Linked DNA regions of Mus musculus: regions 1 and 3 are each linked to region 2. A link is a contact called in public promoter capture Hi-C data. All regions are on one chromosome and are shown on one strand. Each heading gives the region's core, a stretch centred on a gene start, on an enhancer-like site or on the middle of the called end of the contact. The rest is flanking DNA. Distances are from core to core; before and after follow the strand shown. Region 1 holds the start of Rab29 (RAB29, member RAS oncogene family). Region 2 holds the start of Adipor1 (adiponectin receptor 1). Region 3 holds the start of Slc41a1 (solute carrier family 41, member 1).

Evidence for each region. Promoter capture Hi-C pulls out the DNA fragments that hold promoters and counts their contacts.
Region 1: a promoter capture Hi-C map of pre-B cells shows a contact between it and region 2, with 5 times the contacts expected there. The contact joins the promoter of Rab29 here to the promoter of Adipor1 in region 2. A contact is called at or near these places in 2 of 39 promoter capture datasets (liver and pre-B cells).
Region 3: a contact with region 2 is called in a promoter capture Hi-C map of pre-B cells, with 3 times the contacts expected there. The contact joins the promoter of Slc41a1 here to the promoter of Adipor1 in region 2. A contact is called at or near these places in 2 of 39 promoter capture datasets (liver and pre-B cells).

The regions. Positions count from the first base shown.
Region 1 is chr1:131,865,257-131,868,628 of GRCm38.p6, reverse strand. It overlaps Rab29 (RAB29, member RAS oncogene family), which reads right to left and starts at 1,352. Exons shown (of 6, transcript NM_144875.2): 1 at 1,219-1,352; 2 at 854-1,110. The coding sequence starts at 977.
Region 2 is chr1:134,413,526-134,416,869 of GRCm38.p6, reverse strand. Adipor1 (adiponectin receptor 1) reads right to left here and starts at 1,492. Exons shown (of 8, transcript NM_028320.4): 1 at 1,285-1,492.
Region 3 is chr1:131,826,301-131,829,438 of GRCm38.p6, reverse strand. It overlaps Slc41a1 (solute carrier family 41, member 1), which reads right to left and starts at 1,427. Exons shown (of 11, transcript NM_173865.3): 1 at 1,046-1,427.

The DNA of each region.
Region 1 (3,372 bases), core at 103-2,602, 2.5 Mb after region 2:
GGCGCATGCCTTTAATCCCAGCACTTGGGAGGCAGAGGCAGGCAGATTTCTGAGTTCAAGGCCAGCCTGGTCTACAGAGTGAGTTCCAGGACAGCCAGGGCTATACAGAGAAACCCTGTCTCAAACAAAACAAAATAAAAAAAACAAATGTAATTTTATTCTTTCACATTACTGTAACCTTGTTAACTACCTTCTCCTTGTGGTGGTGGTGGAGGTGTGTGTGTGTCTGTGTGTATCTGTGTCTGTGTCTGTGTGTTTGGGGTAGACAGACCGACAGGTGGACAGTTCAGCAGAGTCCAAAGGCCACACTGGGAAAGAAATGAATTTACTTTTAGTGCTTCTTTCTCTCTTCCTCCCTGCCTTCCCCAGTGCAAGAGAAGACGACAGGCCACTCGAGGGTATTTCACATTCTTTCGTGAATTCCTCACATTTCCCACTCAGTTCACTAATGACACCATAGGGCTCATCAGACCTGACCGGAATCTGTCCTCCAGTCTTCCCCACACCTCTGACTGCTTAGCTCCTGGGCTTTCCTCCTAAGGTAACGGGGTTCTTTCCTCAACACCCGTCGGATGCTGGTAGGAAGCAGGGTAACTGCCCCAGCCTGCACTTGAACCGGGACTCAGCTGACTTTGCTGACTGGAGAAGTTGCTCTGGGCAGCGCATGGCTGCGGGAGGGCTCTGCTCTCTGCGGTGAATAGTCCCCGGCTCAGACCCCTTCACCATCTCTCACCTGTATACTTTGGCCCTATCTTTGTAGGTAGGCTGGGGACCCCTTAGAGGCAACCTCGGTACCCAGAGGCTACCGGCTGCGAGCCTCGACCCCTGCTCCTAGTCACCCGTGACCGCTCACCTCCCACGGTGGACTTGTAGTGCTTGCTGAAGCTGTCCTGGGAGTAGCGCTGGACCAGAGACGTCTTGCCAACGGCGGCGTCCCCCACCACCAGCACTTTAAACAGGTGATCTCGGCTGCCCATGGCTAGTGGTGGGGAGAGGTTTTTTGATAGTTTGTTTTTCCGGGAAGTCGCTTATTTCAACCCCTTTGGCTCCCGGGTTCTCTTCCAATTGAAGTCAGGCATCTCCACCCTCGGTTGGTTGAAGCTTCTCTGACTGGAAAGCAGAAAAGGAAACTTTTGCACTCGGCCTGTGCGCGCTTCCTCCCCGCGCGGCCGCAGCCTGGGTGGGGCGGGTACCAGCTCGACCCTCCGCGATTGGCACCTTCCTTTCAGGGACCTCCGAGTCGCTCGCCAGCATTGAACCGTGGCCAGCACCTTGCTTAGAGAAGTACAGATGACTTAGACCCTTTCTCGGACCGCACACACAAAATTGAGGTTGTGCAGAGTCCTTGTCCGGTCCCCGTCCTGCCACTGGCGGCGCACTTCCCAGTCTTCCGTCAAAAACGTTGTGAGCCCCACTGCTCGGAGAACTACATTTCCCAGTGTGCCTCTTGGTAAAGCGACCAGACCAGTGTGGCGACTTGCCACGTACACTCTTGGGAAATGTAGTTTCCTAGCTATCTTGAGCAAATTTACATAAAAGTTTTAAGGTTTTCAAACTTTAAAGAATTTAGAAATCTATTTAAAAACAATTCTAAAGTTTGGCGTCGAAGCACAGGTTTGCAATCCAGGCCTTGGGGAGATGGAAATAGGAGGATCATAAAACCCTAGTTCATCCATCGTCTTCTGCAACAAGTGTGTTCAAGGACCCCTAACCCCACCACTTCCTCTCCCCAGAGCAAGACAAGAGATTGGAAGCAACTTTGGGTCACCCTGAACTACGTAGACCATGATCTCTCCTGTCTAAATCTTTCCCCCAGATGTTTTCTTAAAATCACATTTTAAAGATTTCTAGACGGCCTTTCTTATTAGCCATATTTTAAAGGTTTTATAACACAAAGATAAATGTCCAAGTTCCAAGTGAAGTCCATTTCCTGTTGTCTTAACTACAGAGTCAAATCTCGAGCCTTGTAAAGACAAGGTCAAATTTTCCATATGACCAATAACAGGCACATTTGGGGACATTTGACCCAAAAGATCAACCTTTTAAAAAAAATCTATGTCAAAAGTTACAACACTTAATAACTAGCTATAGCAATAACAATGCAGAATAAACAAGAGATAGTTCCTCATTGACACTTCCACATTTCTTACACCAGCCACGCATAGCGTTTGAGCACCAGGACATTTCCTTTTGTTGCTGCTATTAATTCTGAATACTCATAAAATGATTGGCAAATATTTTTACTTTTCCTACCTGTAATTTTTCTGTCCTGCCTGTCCTTTAGCTAGAAATTGTGGCTAGTAGAATAAGCTTCACTTTTTTCCCCTTTTGGCTGTTTTGTTGTTGTTTGTTTGTTTGTTTGTTTGTTTTTTGTTTGAGAGAGGATTTTCTGTAGCCTAAGTTGGTGTCAACTTCTGACAGTAGACCATAGAACTTGTGGTTCAATTGTAACAACATCCAGTTTTGTAGTTTTGGAGAGTAAATCCAGGCATGCTAGGCAAGTCCTCTACCATCGGAGCTACATCTCCAGCCCTCCTCCTCCTCCTCTCCCTCCTCCTTCTCCTTCTCTTCTTTCTTTTTTCCTTTCGACAGAGTCTATGTAGCCCAGGCTGGCTTTGAGCTCCAGATCCATTTGCTTCTGTTTCTGCTTCTACTCCCTCCACTGGAATGCATGCACACAGTATGCAGCTTTGTGTGTGTGCTCATGTGCGCAAGCTCGTACACATTTGGGGCTGGTTTCTTCCACTACTCTCTCCCTTCCTCTCTCTTAAAAACTGGAAATTTAAAGTTAGTAAACAAAGTAATACCTTCCATTACAACATTTCCATATAACTCCCCCCCCTCGATGTTCTTTGTTCTAATCACCACGTTTGCCAGTCCTCTCTCCTCCACTCACCTTTAAGGATTGCGTTAGTTGTTACTGCTTTGCCATTGTTCAACACTCTTTGGCATTTATTGCCTTGTGCTTCTGTGCTGCTGTTTCTTCTGGTGATCACTTTTTAAATTTTCTTTTCTGGGATCTCCCTATCCTATCCCTTTAAACATTTCCTAAGGATTGGTCTCTGGGTTAATTATTCTATAGTCTTTAAGTCATGGCTTCAAGTATATCTGTTTTCACTTTATTTGTTCTTTATATATATATTTTTTGTTTTTTGTTTTTGTTTTTGTTTGTTTGTTTGTTTTTCGAGACAGGGTTTCTCTGTGTAGCTCTGGCTGTCCTGGAACTCACTTTGTAGACCAGGCTGGCCTCGAACTCAGAAATCCGCTTGCCTCTGCCTCCTGAGTGCTGGGATTAAAGGCATGCACCACCACGCCCAGCTTTATATTTTTTTAAAGATTTATTTTATGGTTGCTGTCTTCAGACACACCAGA
Region 2 (3,344 bases), core at 243-2,742:
CCTACCATTCATTTTAAGGTGCTGACCGCTCCCCTCCTCCTGCCGTGAGGGGGGGGGGGTGGAGTGAGGGGAGGGAGGCGCAGAGGCTATGAAATTAAGGCTGCTTCCTTAATTTATCTTTCACACGGGTAAAGCCACTCATTTACTTCTTTCTCAAAAATCTTGTCGTTTCTGGGCTACTGTGAACACCCCAGCGGAGATTACCCTGCGGGAGTAGGTGCAGTGTTTGAAGGCCCACACCAATGTCTAATACTTCACTAATAACACCAGCTTTTGAAGACTGACTTCTCAAAGACCTTTCACAAAAAATGGACACAAAAACTACTTCTGTAATAAAGAAATGCAGTGGCTGCAGGCCGGGAACCCTGACATTGCAATCCACTTAGCGCCATCCTATCTGACTGAGTTCCTGGCAGTGGACTGATGCTATAAACTCTCAGGAACTGCGACTGCACCATCACAGCCTGCCCTGCATTATCAAAAGGAAAAAAAAAAAAAGCAGTGAGCACATCCCAACATGGCTTTGGTTCTGCAAAGAACCACCTATTGCCATCTTCGTTTGATTTACCACACAACTTAACTGCTGGGTTTTCTGGTCTGTCTGCTAAAGACCCGAGGGAAATAATCAGATTATTATTATAGAAGATCCCATGGTCTCTTAGTGCTCCGCTGACATCTGAAACTATGTAAACTGAAATTTGTCCAGCTTCTTCAACTACGAACCGCCAGAAACTGACGGCGAGCCACTTTATTTTCTTAAAAGCAAGTGCGAGACTCAAATTCTCAAACAAACCAGCATCCATCAACCCTAGATTTCTGAGATGAAATCTGGCCCTTCCCAACACTTCGGCATCTTGTTTACATTCTAGTTGAGTAGTACCTTAGGCCTGTCGAGTCTCCATCAACTTCCCGACCGACCCTATCCAGGAGGGAGCCCCGTCACGTTTGACCTGCGGATCGCGGTGGTGGCCTTAGGGTTCCCGGCCACCCAGGGCCGGTGTTCCCGCACCCAACTCGCAGGCTCAACTCCGGGGGTCGCCAGCAGGGCTGGAACGCGGCCGTCTACCGCGCGGCTGCGGAGACAGCACTCGCGGACTGCCGGGCCCCGACGGCGGCGAGCAGCCCCCCGAACGGAGGCGGTGCGCGGTGGGAGGGGCCGGAAATGTTTACGGAGGACCTTTCGGAGGGCCGGGCGGTGAGCGACGATCCAGGGGCGGGCCACTCCCGTGCTGTCCCCTCCAGAGCCTGCAGGGCCCGCGCCCCGCCCACCCCCGGGACACTTACGGCCTGGCTGGCTGCCTCTGCTGGGGGCCGCGGGCCCGGGCGCTACATCCCGCGGCACTGGAGGCGGCCTGCGGCCGAGGGGCGCCCGATCCTCAGCGCCCTGCCCGCGCCGGAAGGGCCGCGCGACCGCACGGCGTCACCTCCGCAGCCGCGTCACCTTCCCGGCGCTACCTCACCCGCTCCGATCCAGGCATTCCTGCGCGTGCCAATCATCAGGGCGCGCTCAGGCTCGCCCCGCCCCGCCCCTGATCTGACCAATCGCTGGCTCTGGCTGTCCCAGCTTGGCCCTACACTGGCGGACTGCAAAAGCCTCTTCTCCCGGCCTACGACGGGCGCGTGTAGGGGAGTAGGGAGCTGGGAGTAGGGAGCTGGGAAGGCAATCTTAGTTTCCCACCCCACGGCCTCGCTTTTCAGCTCCGAAACACTTTTTTTTTCCTTCTCTTAGTACTGGGAATTGTACCTCTAGGCAAGCCACTATATCTCTAGTACAGAAACACTTTTTCCCCCCTTTTTCCAAGACACGGATTCTCCGTGTAGCCCTGGCTGTCCCGAATTCGCCCTGTAGATTCGCCTCCCTAGTGGCAGGATTAAACAACGCCAACCCACACTTTTATTTTTGTTTGAGAAAGGGTTTAATTGTGCAACCCAGGTGAGCCTTGTACTCGAGGCCATCCTATCTCAGCCTTTCAAATGCTAGGATTTCAAATGTGGGCTACCATACAGCTCCGAAACTATTTCTATATCCATTTTCCAAATCCCTCCCTCTCTTCTTCTGGTATGCTATGTATGGAACGACTACCATGAATCTATTCACTCAACTGATTTAACTTTTGGTTCCTGTTATTTATCAGAAAGGGAGAAGTTATTTCAAACAAGCCTAGCTTGACAATTTTCTGTGCCAGTCCATGTTCCCATGTGACCCAGAGGGCACATCTTAGAAGACAATATAGTGTGCTTCTCTGCCGGAACTGAACCACACAATATAGTATTTTGGGAGTGTTCATTTTCTTATACTCCAAAAAACGATGCACAGCTGTTACTGCTCTAAATGCAAGAAAAGGTGACCAAATGCTAGATGGATGCCCCAGGAGAGTGAAGTCAACTTTGTTCTGGTTAAAAGCATAGACTCTGGGTTCTTGTAGATCCAGTTTCCTTCCCAAGCCAGCCGATCTTTACACATTACTGAGTCCTTCCAAATCACTACTTAACCTTGAAAACGAAGGGAAATGATGCTACTTTCAGGTCTGTCAGGACTAAGGACATTTCAGGTGCTACTTTCAGGTCTGTCAGGACTAAGGCAGTGTCTGCATGATGCCTGGCAAATGGATAGAGTTTCATAACAACTAGCTATTGTTAATATATTACCTGGGGCTGGAGAGATGGCTCAGCAGTTAAGAACACCCACTGTTCTTCCAGAGGTCCAGAGTTCAATTCCCAGCCACCCACATGGTGGCTCATAACCATCTTAATTGGATCTAATGCCCTCTTCTGGTGTGTCTGAAGAGAGCAATGGTATACTCATATACATAAAATAAATAAATAAATCTTTAAAAAAAACAGTTGACTAGAAACCTATATTTTAATAAAAATAATAATAATAAATTACCTGCTGTACAAAACAAAATCTGGAAACTTTATTTTTCTTCAAGACAGGGTTTCTCTGCGTAGCCCTGGCTGTCCTGGAACTCACTTTGTAGACCAGGCTGGCCTCAAACTCAGAAATCTGCCTGCTTCTGCCTCCTGCTAGGATTAAAGGTGTGTGCCACCACGCCCGGCTGCTCCCCCTTTAAGTGTTAAATTATTTGTTTTTAAAAATCTTTTGTTTTTTTCAAGATAGTTTCTCTGGGTAGAGCTTGCAGGCCAGGCTGCCCTCACACTAATGGAGATCTGGCAGGGGAGCCCCACCACCGCCCACAGCATGGCCCTTTGCAAGCTGGCTTTAAGCTTCTTCCATCGGGCCTCATCTTCTTCCATCTTTCTTTGGTATTCTGGACCTTAGTAAATTTCTCCTACTTCTCATTCCTCTGGCTTTTGCATCCTGATCCTTCTGTGAACTGCTC
Region 3 (3,138 bases), core at 178-2,677, 2.6 Mb after region 2:
CAAGAACCAGAGGCCTCCTTCTTACTCTTGCCCTTGAAAGTCGAGTGTTACAGAAACCACAGGCTAAACCCTGGTCCAGGCTGCATTTACACTTCTCTCTATGCTAGATCCTGTGAGCCTGTCAGATAGGACCCGGCAGTTAACTAGATTGAAGAGACAGAGGGTGAAGCTACTGTTTATTCCTACATTTTTGGTTGCCTGGCCTTCCCCCTTTCCTCTCGGGTTACTGACAGCCAGACATGGTGTAACTCTTAAAAACAAAAATATCATCGGTAAAAGGTGTAGAAAGAGGAAAGAAAAACAAAGTCAGGCAAATCCAAGTGTCACAAGCTAATATGCATTTACTCCCAAATCATGTCTGTCTTTGCCTGCCCTGCTTTTCTTAGCTTAAAGGAATCCCCACGAATTGCCACCAACTTGTTGCATTTCACCAGCATGGCTCTCAATAGTAAAAAAAAAAAAAAAAAAAAATCCAGAGGGTTTTGCAGGTATGATGAACAGGCTGTTAGTATTCCAAACACTCACAATTAGTCAACTCCAGTTTGGTTAAGGCAGAATCAAACTCTAGGGCCCAAGTTATGAGTCTTCCACTAACTCGGTCACCAGCCAAGCCACCTTAACACAGCACCGTTGTTTTCAAAGATCCTCACTAGTCAGCCAAGAGGAAACACTCAGTCTGAGTCCACCGCCCCCGAGCCAGCAAAGTTTCTGAGTTCCTTCGCTAAAACCTGACTGCCCCCTCCCTCCCGTCTTTCTGGCAGGCCACTTTGACCTGGAAGGGGGCTAGCAAGGGGAGCAGGCCAGTCTCTCAACTACATCAGCAGTAAAGCCACTACCGATGGGCCTCAGGCTCTAGGAAGCCGCGTCTCCTTTCCAAGCGGGGATGGACAAAAAAGCCCGGTTTAGGTATCCCCAACTACAGGGGTGGGGAGGAGGAGTGCCTAGTTGATTTCCGCCGACTCCCGGCAACTCAAGACTGCAAAAGCACTGCGTCCTGGAGTCCCCCGCCCTCGTCTCCCTCCCTCCCAGACCCAACAACACTGACCTGCGCCTTGCTGGGGAGAAAGGGCGCCTGGAGAGTGGTAGCAGGGGCCCGCGGAATTGGGGGATGTAGGGTACCCCCTCTTCTCATCACTCCTCCCCCTCAGCCGTCCTCCTCGAGCCCCCGCGTGTTCCCCGCTACACCCCCAGGCAAGGCGAGCGTCCAACCGCGACACCCGGCTCGCTACATTTCGCTTCTGCCTTCCTGTGAGGCCGCCGCTCCGATTCCACGAGGGGAGGTGGCCTGGTGGGGGGCGATCAGGATATTCCGCCTCGGGCTGGTGTGGACCGGACTGGGCCTGAGATGCCGAGCTCGCTCGTCCCCAATCGCCTCTTGCCCGCGGACTTGGACAAGAGTGTTTGGCTGTGGGTGGCAAACGTGATCTGGGGCAGAGCGGGTGGTAACCCCCCTCCATCAAGAATAGAGTCAGGATGGACAACTGCATCAGCCAATCAGAGCAGGAAAAGGGGCGGGCCCCGCCCAGGCCCCGCCCATTTCCCCGGCGTTTCTTGAGCTGGGGGCGGGGTGAGGGGGAAAACGCAGCAGAGTGACGGGAACTCAGAATTGGAGGGTGTTGTGGGCTCGCGGTGCTCAAGCGCGGGCGGGTGCTGCGCTCCTGAGTTCCCACGGCCTCTCAAGGCGAGCGTTCTGCTACGCATGTACTCCTGAATCTTGACTATCTCTAGTGAGCCTCTGGGCCTTCCAGAAGACCCGAAACCACCCCTTTGAGCCGGCCAGCTGGCGATCGCCCGGGCCGCAGCAGCCATCGCGTGTTCCTTCTCCACGCCCAGTCCCTACCTTCTTCCTGGGCACAGTTCCTATTCATCAGGCTCCTCATCTCTCCTTCCAGGTTCCTTGTTCCTCTGGGCGACTGACCGAACCTTAATCTGCCTTAATAAAGTTCCAGCCTTGATAGGGGTGGGGATGGGCAGACTGGAGGGAAAATTTGGTAGACTCATGGCTGGGGCTACACACACCAATGAGGTAAGGGCGGAGGGGAGCGGGGGTTTCCTTTGACCCAATCGTGGCCCCGTGGGAGAGAAGTCTCCATCCCGGGCGAAATGAACGCCAACTTTCCCTGACGCACCTTGTGGAATCAAAGTGTTTTCATCCTCGCTTTTGCCACTTCCTCCCTGGGGTGTCTTCACTTCATCAATCCAAAATCAGTACCAGTTAGTTCTCTTTGGGTTGTTTTTGTGAAGGGGATGTGACCTCCCTATAAAGGAACTCCCATTTCCAGCCTTTCCCCCTTCATCGGTAGAGTCTATAACCAGAGGTTCCTTTCCTGTCACCTTCTTCCCTAGAAATGTTCCTTGGGGCAACTGAGCATTTTTCTAGACCATAGAGCCTATGACCAGAGGTTCCTTTCCTGTCACTTTCTTCCCTAGAAAGGTTCCTTGGGGCAATTGAGCATTTCTCTAGACCGTTGAATAAGGATAGGATGTATATAGGAGAGAAAAAGAGTGCTGGCTACTGAGCACACATGCTCAACAGCAACTGGAGAGGGCCATTCCTTTGGACAATGATAACAAATGTAGCCACAAAAACCTGTCCCCACCTGCTAATCCAGCAACCCCGGGCTCAGCTCCGCTGCTAGGATATCAAAGGTCTATATTTTTTAAGGGCCCAGCAAATGTCACTGTAGTTGAACTCCAATTTTGGTTTCACAGCCAAGTCTATGTTTGGATATGGAAGTTACTCCTAGATTGGGCAACACTAGGTCTTCGCCAGAAGGACCAGTTTTTGTGCACAATGAGTATAGATTGAGAGGAAAACTAAGACTGATTATATGGCTGCCTGAGTGTTGGCAGTCTTAGCCCTTGGGAGACAGAAGCAGGAGACTCTACAAATATGAGGTCGTCTGGGTCTACCAAGAGACAGTGCCTCATAGTTAGAGTTATACAGTTGAGACTCTGCCTCAAGGCCAAAAACTTTCATCCAATAGCAACTTAAAAACAAAATCTTTGTCCTTCTCTTATTTCCACCCCCATACTCTTTATCTACTTGAAAAGTTTTTCTTTTTAGTCGAAGTAAACTGAACATATGGGAAAGTGCGTAAAACCTAGAGTATGGACCACCAAATTATGGTACAGGGA